2 separate regions of the Ovis aries genome follow, and region 2 is linked to region 1. Evidence: chromatin contacts called from public Hi-C data. All regions are on one chromosome and are shown on one strand. The core of a region is the stretch at or near the end of the contact, and the rest is flanking DNA. Distances in the headings are between cores, read along the strand shown. Region 1 holds the start of RBPMS (RNA binding protein, mRNA processing factor). Region 2 overlaps RBPMS (RNA binding protein, mRNA processing factor).

Region 1 (5,005 bases), core at 1,798-4,297:
AGCGGTGGGCAGGGGGGTAAGCAGATGTTTCTTGGTCATTAGCCCTGTATTTCTAGGAATATAAAATCCCTTTGTTGTCTGATAACTCTTAGCATGTCTGGAAACTATTGCTACTGAGATCTCATTTTGATACTATCTTTCTTTGAATTAGTAAATCAGGTCATAAAGATCATTTATATCCTGATTCAACCCTTTGTCCTCCTCTCTCTTTTGCTTCACTGACAAAGCTTTATAAATAGCCAGTCTATTTACAGATTTTCACTGAGTTTTGTTGGCAACTTAACTCTATTGTTCTTCCAAGTAAGCCTAAACTATTCTTCATACAAAGGACAAAATAGGAGTCGCTCTTTTTCTGGTATATTACACCATGAAGTTCACCCTTACCTTTGACTATATGTTGTAAATTTCCCTGCTTTGTTGTAAATTGCCTGATGTGTCTGTCAGTGTGTGTGATTTTATTTTTCGAAATCTCATCAGTTATCCCCTCCTGCACAAGCTCTCTATCGAGGGTCTCCCACTGCAGAACAATGACTAAACACCACTACCAGGAACCTGCCTAGTGCTTTTGCGGTGCTCTCGATGCCGAGACCTCTACTAATCCAGTCCCTCCTGCAAGGTCTTGGAAGGGTCTGTTTGAATCATTCACACCCTAGAATTAATACCTGATAAGAATGTGTTTATTCATTCCGAAGTAACTATCAAGTGCCTACTACCTGTTGGGTGGACACAATAAGAAACAGGCCAGACAAGGATCCTCCATAGAACATATTCTCATTTTTAATTCCAGAGGTTTTTGACTTTTAACAACCGACAAGGTGCCAACTTGGCTTAAAGACAAAAGCATCAGGTTCTGTGTTTGAGATTAAGCCACATTTCCTTGGATGGGGTTAGGGGAAGTTCTCCAGCATCCTAGAATCACAGGACACCCACCTACTCCTAAGTGGAGTCTAATGGGATGTTCAGAGACTAGTTCTATTGTCATTTTTCCTGGGCCTCTGCCAGGCTCCAGTTAGACAATACCTTTCTGTGAAGTGTATTCAGGAACAGGCAAGAATGGCCAAGGAGGGCAAAGAATGGCCAGTGGCTGGCATTGGTGGTCAGCACATGGGCCCAAGACCACCACTCGGCCATTGCTCAGAAAGACATTGCCCCCTCGTGGTTCCTTATATAACTGAGGGAGGAACTGGAAGTGCAAAGGGCCAGTTTCCAGATTAACTTTTCTCTTACCTCTTTTGAACTTTAACTGCAATTTCGATAGTCTCTTGGTTTATTTTTATCCAGGGTATATTTTTTTCCCATAGAGAGAAATGACATCATGACAGCAATGGAATCTTTTATCAAAATCTCCACTCCAACCCCAGAGAAGTCTAATTTAATATGTAAATCCAAATATCACTCCTGCTTTTTCTTTTCAAAACGCTCTCAAAGCAAATTATTTTCTTCGGTTTCTACGTTGAACCAGGACCTGCGGTTCTGGTGATGTTGCCACGGAGCTGTTTGGGGTATCTTGTCTCCAGGACACCACTTTAAATTCCCTAAAAGCAGAAGCCTTATCTTCAACTCCGTCGCCACCCCCATCTCATTCCCAGGAGCACTTAAACCAGTCCAGGGTGAAGAATGTCTAGTGGGGGAGGAGGGCGGGGGCAGAAGGGGGGAGGGGAGGAGACTGAAGCAAGCCAATACATAATTAGAAATTGTGATCGTCGCTGGGGCTGGAAGGAATAGCTTGCTGTGCAAAATCCCGGGAGTGAGAAATGAAGGAAAATCTACCCATGTTTAGAGTTTTAAATTATGTGTTTGTAGAAATGGCAACCCACTCTAGTATTCTTGCCTGGAGAATCCCAGGGACGGGGGAGCCTATGGGGGTCGCACAGAGTCGGACACGACTGAAGTGACTTAGCAGCAGCGGCAGTCACTCAGTTTGAAAGCTTAAATGATACAATATTGGAAAAGTTCTCGGTGGCGCAGGAAAAGTGGAAATGAACCATGTCAGCTTCCAAGTATAGCCAACAACTGGGTCCGAATGGGTGCCAGGTGCTATAGTTTTATCTATCAATTTACAATCTCCTCTAATAACAAGCTTCTGGGAGAGGAATAGAACTACTTCTATTTCAGAGGAGGAAGCAGAAACCAGGCAGTTCTTCCTTCGGCGGGTGGGGAGCCAACAGGCATGGTACGCTCACCTCCCAGTATGCTGAGTCTCCCTTCTTTCAGTGGCTTTGACCCTCAGATTATGTCTTGGCCTCCAGCTCGGCTGGCAGTGAGAAATGGTCCCTCAACCAACAAATATTTATTGAGTGCCTACGATATACCAGGTAGCGTTTTCAAACTGCCATGGGATTCAAAAGACAAACAGGGCCCGGTCTTGTCTTCCAAGAAGGATCTCCCGAAAGGGTGAGAGAGGCAGGTAAACAATTCCAGGACAGTCTGATAAGGGCCGTAGAGGAGTCCGAGCAAGGGCGGCCGGAGAAGTTTCGGAGGACCCGGCGCGGAGATGGGGTCTGAAGATGCGCCCTGAAAACGCCGGCCCGGCCCCGGCTGCCCCCGGACGTCACCCCAGTTCCCGCATCCTGTCATTACCAGCTGCCCACTAGGTACTGAAGAGGAGGGGGAGGGATTGGGGAGCGAATCCCTCGTGAAGAGCGAGCAAGCACACAAAAGTAACACATCACACTTCCCGGGCGCCCGAGCCCCGCTCCGAGCTGCGCGCACGGCCCGGCGGCCTCCAGGTGCCAGGCGGACCCAGCCTTCGGCCCTCCCCCTCGGCCCTCGCCCTCCGACCTACCGCGGAGCCGGGGGCCGGGGTCCGCCGCTTCCGCCCGCCGCCCGCCGCCCCTCCCCAGCGCGCGCCATCCGGCCGCGGGGCCGCAGCCCTCGGCGCGGCCCCTCCTCCCGCGGGGGGCTCTGCCGTCCCTCGTCCCGTCCCTCCGGGCTCCAGCCGGCAGCCCACGTCCAGGGAGGGCGGGGAGAGGAGGAGGGGAGGGAGGAGGGAGCGGGGGGAGGGAGGCAGGCGAGAGAAGGGGAGCTGCTCGGAGCCCGGACCTCCCAGAGCCAGCCAGGAGCGCGCACTCGGCGGCTCTCCGGGTCCCCGCCGCCCCGCACCTCCCTCCCGCTCCTCTCGGGGTACGCCTCGCCCCTCCTTCCAGCAGCTGCTACGCCCGCGCCGGCGGCCGCCCCCCAGCCCCTCTCGGCCACATCCCCAACTCTGCGGACTCACTCCCGGGACGCGCGTCCTCGCCCCGTCCTTTCTTCCTTCCTGCCTTCCCTCGCGCCCGCCCGCCCGCCCCAGGTCTCCCTCGCGGGTCGCGATTGTCTCCGTCCCCTCCGCGCTGCGCCGGCGCCTCGCCCTGCGCCGTCTTCCCCTCGCACTTCCTGAGTCGCCGGCCGCCGCTGCCCCGACTCCAGCCCGCGGCGTCCGGGGAAGGGAGAAGTGGGCGAGCGCGCCCTCGCCCAGCCCCGCGCCCCAGCCCTGCCCGGCGAGGGAGGACCGGGAAGATGAACAACGGCGGCAAAGCCGAGAAGGAGAACACCCCGAGCGAGGCCAACCTTCAGGAGGAAGAGGTACGGAGCGGCTCGGTGCCGGGGCGGGGACGACCTGGGACGGCGGCCGCGGGCTCTGCCCAGAGTGCGGGTGGCTGGCCGGCCGGCCGGCGGGGCGCGGGTCCGGGGGCGCCGGGCTGCGCTGGGGAAGGGGCACCGAGGGTTTGGGAATCGTCCTGGCGTGGAGACGCAGCCCCAGACTGCGGCCACGGGATGAGGGTGTATCATCGGAGAGTGTGTTTTGGTGGGTCCACGCGCGTCTGCGTGCCTGAAAATTGCGTAACTTTGAGGACTTTCCCGAGACCTCTGTAAGTATAATGGTCAGCTTTGTTTGCCCCGGATTTTAAAAGCGGAATCGAGAGCTGACTCCTGGGTGACCTCAGATGATTGGGACCCGGAGGGTCAGCACTTAGTGCTGGGTCCGGGGCTGGAAGTTGTGGGGTGTGTGTTTGTGTGGTTTAGGGAAGAAACTCGGGGAAAGTTCTCATGAAAAGACACCTTCCGTTCCCTGCCCCCCCCCAACCCCCACAGTTTCTATGCGAAAAGTTCTCGGTGAAATATCTTTCCCAGCTAAGGCGTTTTGGATTAATAGATAACTCATCAGCCGCATTCTTCTCTGATGAGTCAAAGACCCCGAACCTGGCTGATTAGGTTTTGTAAATTTAGGGGCGTTGCGGTTGTGGGGCGCAGCATGCTGGAGTTTCAGACTTTGCAACTCGCGAAGTGTTGATCCAGACTGTTTTAATAGGACTTTGACGTCTGAGCGTAAATTTTATGTGGTGCGTCCCTAACAACGGTAAAAATGTTGCGGCTGCAGAGCGTTCCTTTGGTAGAAACAAAACTCAGTACATGTCGGGGAACTCCTGAACAATCCTTTCAGAATTTTGTAGTTGGGATATTTGCGTTATCTTGTTAAATGGGGCTCTGTACTTGTAGGTGCATTATCTAGAACCCAGTAAACACTGTTTTCCGCCTACCTTTTGAAAAGCCCAGGAAATTGACTTCTGAAACATTCCAAAAGGAACTTAAGAGTATGTGTAGATGCAAGAAAGTATGCAGTCTAGATAAAAGCATTCTTACAGAAAGGTGAACTGATTTCTAAGCGGTTAGGGTGTTGAGATGATTATGGAAATACTATGTTGTGTGTAAACTAAAATTCTGATTGTGAAGCCCAAGGTTGCTGAGGACTTAATACACTTAAGCCCTCAGCACTTGTAAAATGGGAACTATTTAAATGGAGAAGACAGGAGAGCTCCAAGACCAAGCCAAATATTATGCAAAATAACACAAGATTTTACTCTTAACACAGTTGTTCGTGGGTGCAACCCAGGTGAAATGCTGTTGAGCCTGACGTTGCCGTCTCACCTGAGCAAATCGCCTTTATTATTATAAACTGTTCTGAAAAGCATTATTTTTACATGCTGGTTTTTTAAATTGCAAGTGATGGAATAGTACTGACATTTCT
Region 2 (4,829 bases), core at 676-3,175, 34 kb after region 1:
GTATATGTAGAATAAATTTTTTTTAACCACCAACATCTAGCATCGTGAATAACACGTGGTAGTAGCTTAGTAAATGTCTCTTTAATTTGGTTTGATTTTCTGACTTTTAAATGTTTTTTTAAAAAAAATATTTTTTGTTTCATGGAGTTATAGTATTTGCACTTGTAGTGGTTATCTTGGTGTTTTGTTTCACACTGAACAGGAGGCATATTACTCTGGATATTGGCATGTTACTGAACATGACTTTTTTTCTCAGTTTTGTTGAAACAGCTCCTTTCCTTAACCAAGGAATTTTGGTGAGATTTCGCGTATTTGTCAAACACTAGCTTCCAGACACTGTTCTAAACATCTTGCGAGCCTTACCTTACTGACTTCTCACAACAATCCTATGAGGGAGTTAAAACCGTGATCCCCATTTCATACTTGGAGAAAGCACAGAGAGGGGAGGTAACTTGCCGGAGCTCACACAACTCTGTGATCAGACTGGCAGTGAACTTGGACCACCGCTCTGCCGTTTGCTGCTGGGCATGCTGCATGCCCAAAGGCTCGTCTCTGTGTCTTTCATGAAAAGTCGCTTCTAATCCCGTGGCTTTGTGCAGCAAAGAAATGGAACAGAAATAGAAAAGATGCTGACAACAGAGGAATTGTGCTATGTTGCAATGCTGGTGATATGATGTAAGATGTGATGCTGATGACATGCTGGGTTAGCAATGTTCACATTCCATCAGGGGACCCAGTCGCCAATCTGCGTATAAGCTTTCTTGTGTTCAGACTCTTTGGTGATTATTATTCCTCAGAGGGCAGTCATCCTTTTAATCTTGTGGTAGAAAATTAAGAGCGAGTCTCACTGAGGTATGGTTTATTTTTAAGTTTTCTTTTAAATATTAGTTTTGAGAAGTTAATTAAGTACCCAGCCTGTGAATCCAGCGTCTTGGATTTCCTCCGTGTCTTCCCCATTTAGAGGGCAGGTTTTCTTAGAGTTAGATTACAGATTGGTGAGTTTATGCCTTATCAGTAAATCATGAACATTTGGGGTCCTGAATAGGTGGCCGGCTTGCATAATATGACCTGAGTAAAGTTAGGCAAACATAACTATCTCAGATCTTAAAGGCATTTTGAACAGAGCCTTAAGCTAACGTGTTTGTCAGCTTTTCAAGTAAAGCTCAAGAGGCACGGATACTTTCTCATTTTGCTTGCACTGATTTCTTTTTAAACTTATTATGTCTTAGGGTTGCCCCTGGTGTTAAAAGTTACGGGGAGGTCTGGTCTGCTTGAAAGCAGTGATTGTTGATTTGAGGGGTCATTGATCCCTTTGAGAGTCTGGTGAAACCTGTGGATATTCTCCCTGGAAAACACACACGCAGTTTTGTTCCTAACCCCCTAAGGGCCACAGACCTAGACTTTAGAGTTTATGGAAATCCGTCATGGGAGCCAGTCACCCTCCCCTTCTATGTGCCATCTTCTGCCTGCCCGGCTCTAAAAATTTCAGCTAACAGGTTGGCTTATCACACTTACATTCTTGCTTGGACCCCAGGACTGTTTGACTCTGGGGAAGTGTTATCTCAGAAGGGAAGAAATGATACTCCTTTAAACTCCACCAGATATTACCCCTGTAGGACAGGGCTCCCAAACCTCCGGGATCTAATGCCTGGTGCCGCAAAGGTTGGGGGCGGTTGCTGTAGGAGACAGCTGTCAGTGGGCCCTTTCCTAGCCACCATTAGTCAGGTGGGGTGAGGCAGAAAGGGGCCCAGTGAGCGAGCCTTCTCTCCCCTCCTGCCCCACTGGATTCCGTGGGTTCGCTCACCTTTATGTACCTTGGCACATGTTGTTCTCCACCTGGAATGCCCTTCCATTCTTCCTGCTCCCCAGGAATGCGTGCTCATCTTTCAATACCCAGCTCAAATGGAAGCCTGGCTGAACTCCCAGGCAGCCTCTCTCTCTCTTTGCTGTGTTGCCACAGCAATGTTTAAAGGCCTGGGTTACAGCGCACATACTGTGTTGTAATTATTTCTTAAAAGTTTGGCAGGCTCCACCACCTGTAAACCAAGCACTTGTCTTAATTATCTTGATCACTCGGAACAGTGTTGGATGCTTGGTAGGTTTGCCATCCAGCGTTTAGACAGGTAGGCCGTGGGGTCAGGAAGGCGGAGTGCAGATTCTGCCTTCATGACCTTGTGAGGAAATGACTTCTCTCTGCCTCTGTTTCCTCATCTGTGGGCTTCTGGGGGCAGGTGGATGCCTGTTGTCTCTGGCACATGGTAAACTAGTCAGCAAGTGCTAACCATCATGATTAATCATAATATTAAGCAGTTATATTATTGAGTGAAAAGCTCTTAAGTAATCCAGCTGTAATTGGAGATAGCATTGTTTAAAGAAATGTAGTCAGTGCTGTACTGTCCAGCCAATCTAGCTTTTATAAGGCACCCCAAGAGGCTTGGTAGGACCCCCTACTTTCAGCCTATTATCCATCTCTGTATTAGTATTAACTGTGAATTATGTGAGGGCTTTAAAACAGTTGGAAGTAGGTACGTCCTGTGGGAGACTTAGAAGAATAAACGCGTGGTTACCAGAGAGAAGGAGCAGGGGAGATAGATGGGGAGTTTGGAACTGACATGTATACATTACCACATTTAAAATAGATAACCAACCAGGGCCTACTGTATATAGCGGACTCAGCTCAGTATTCTCAAATAACCGAAATGGGAAAAGACTTTGAAAAAGAATGGATATTTCTGTGGATATAACTGAATCACTTTGCTGTACACCTGTAGCTAACATACCACTATTAAGTAGCCATACTCCAATATAAAATAAAAAATTAAAATAAGTACTGTGGGGATATAAGACTTTCTTTTCTTTACCTAAAGAAAACGCACACAGTTTTAAGGTGTAGTTTAAATGTGTTCACAACCTTGTGTTTTTCACATCACTTTCAGAGCATCACTAGCGATCTTTGGGAAAATGGAACAGGTCACCACCATGTGTAGCCTCAGCAGTAACATTCGGCCCTGTGGGAATCCCTAAGAAACACTTAATCACAAAAGCATTTGCTTCTGCTTCTAAGACAAGTCAAAGGTGGTGAGAAGAAAACATCTTCGAAGTTTTTTCCTGTGTGTGTTTTGTTTGCAGGCAAGCTAGAGACATCCTGCTAAAGTCATAAGTGTCATAATCCTGCTTTAGAACTGGAAGGAGCATCACTGGTGCAGCCTTTTCTCCTTTTTCAAATCAGGAGACCAAGGTCCAGAGAGTGGCTTGATTTGCTGTGTGACATTGTGTCTGAAGGTGGGATGGCTCTATGCCGCCGGTCCTCACGTGAGTCACGTGGATGGCTGTGTGACCGGGTCGGGGTGAGAGGGTGCTGGAGAGCCCATGGTCTCTGCGCAGGACGAGAGCATCTGCCTTCCAGCATGCGCTTGCTTCTGGAAAGCCTTCCTGGACTCCCCAGGCAGTATCTCCTTTATGCTCGCAAAACTAAACTTTGTCTAAATTAAAAGCCGTGAAATCTAGACCTCCTGGAAGGGTATTTACTTTTCCCTTTAAAAAAAAAGTAAAACAATTAAGCTAATGACAGTGGTGGAAGCCTGAACTACATCATTCAGTGACCGATATATATGTCCCCCAATTTTTGTAGGGGAATATAAGAGTCTATAATCTTACTTTTCAGTCAAAGTTTAATCAATTATAGTAGGTCTCAATACATGCTTATTAAGGTTTCTTTTTTGGGGGGCGGGTAGGGAGTCCTTAGGTCACCCAGCAAGATCCCTTTTGTCAATTTCTTTATTTTTAATTGGAGGATGATTGCTTTACAGTGCTGCATTGGTTTCTGCCATACAACATGGCGAATCGGTCACATACACACATATACACACACACCCTCCTTCTCCTCTTTCATCAGTTTCTTGCTTCTCTTTTTCATGTTTTGGCTTCTTGGTGTCTACATAGTTTATAAGCTCACCAGCCCAATAAATGGTACTATTATCTCCAGATTTCCATGCTTTACAAAAAAAAAGTATATACTTGCTATTGTCTCCTTTTTCAAAGTGTGGGTCAGTTTGTGAATTTTAAACTATTTTTCGCATGAAAGAAGGGAAGGAGGAAGTGCTGTAGAAGTAATTAAATGCTAGTGGTTTATAAATTAAATTCCTGAGCCCTAGTAGCTTGACTTACAGAAGGTTCCTTTTGTTGTAACTATATGGTTATATAATCTACACTTAGCAAATTTTGAAAGTGTGAAATCTCACAATTCCATCTGCCACTGTTGGCAGCACAGGAGAGAACCATACTACTTGTTCTAAGCTTGTAGTATTTCTCTAAGAAACAATAAGTTGCATGTCTTGATTCTCTGCTTCATGTAGAATCAGGATATTTGAGGGGTGAAAACAAAGAAGAGACTTTCTCATGCATATCCCTGAAATGTACTTTTTGGACACGTTGTTCAGAATCTAATAACTAGTGAGTTGTTGAATAACCTTGATCCATTCCTCCACTGTATGTTACAAAGTAAATAGCATATCAAAGAACAGAAATGCAATCACGACAGCATTTAAAAAATTAGTGGTATTGAAGTGTTACATGGAGAAACCAGTGTTTTGAGTTCCTGGTAGCTATCTCAGTTACTGATTGGAAAAAGTGGCATAATCATGCAGTAATCCTTTCATATGTGTTTGAGAATATATGGGTAGCTTTGAGAGACATGTACTAACACTCTTTATTTTTTATGGGATACTGGGCTTTTTATTTAATTGGAGGATAATTGCTTTACAATGTTCTGTTGGTTTCTACCATACGACAACGCAAAGCCTCGATAAGATACATATATCCCTTCCCTC

Evidence for each region. A called contact is a pair of places that touch in the nucleus more often than the background predicts.
Region 2: a contact with region 1 is called in a Hi-C map of liver, with 1.7 times the contacts expected there. The contact joins the enhancer-like site here to the promoter of RBPMS in region 1. A contact is called at or near these places in 2 of 16 Hi-C or Micro-C datasets (liver and tail adipose tissue).

Annotation. Positions count from the first base shown.
Region 1 is chr26:25,626,389-25,631,393 of ARS-UI_Ramb_v3.0, forward strand. It overlaps RBPMS (RNA binding protein, mRNA processing factor), which reads left to right and starts at 3,048. Exons shown (of 10, transcript XR_006058139.2): 1 at 3,048-3,561.
Region 2 is chr26:25,661,521-25,666,349 of ARS-UI_Ramb_v3.0, forward strand. The region is part of intron 1 of RBPMS (RNA binding protein, mRNA processing factor); the gene reads left to right. Among named protein-coding and RNA genes, the nearest start is that of RBPMS, 34 kb to the left of the region's middle. Within about 2 kb of position 1,926, at least 16 of the 54 cell types and tissues checked have an H3K27ac peak or open chromatin away from gene starts, as enhancers often do. A contact at or near this core is called in liver and tail adipose tissue, where this site is marked.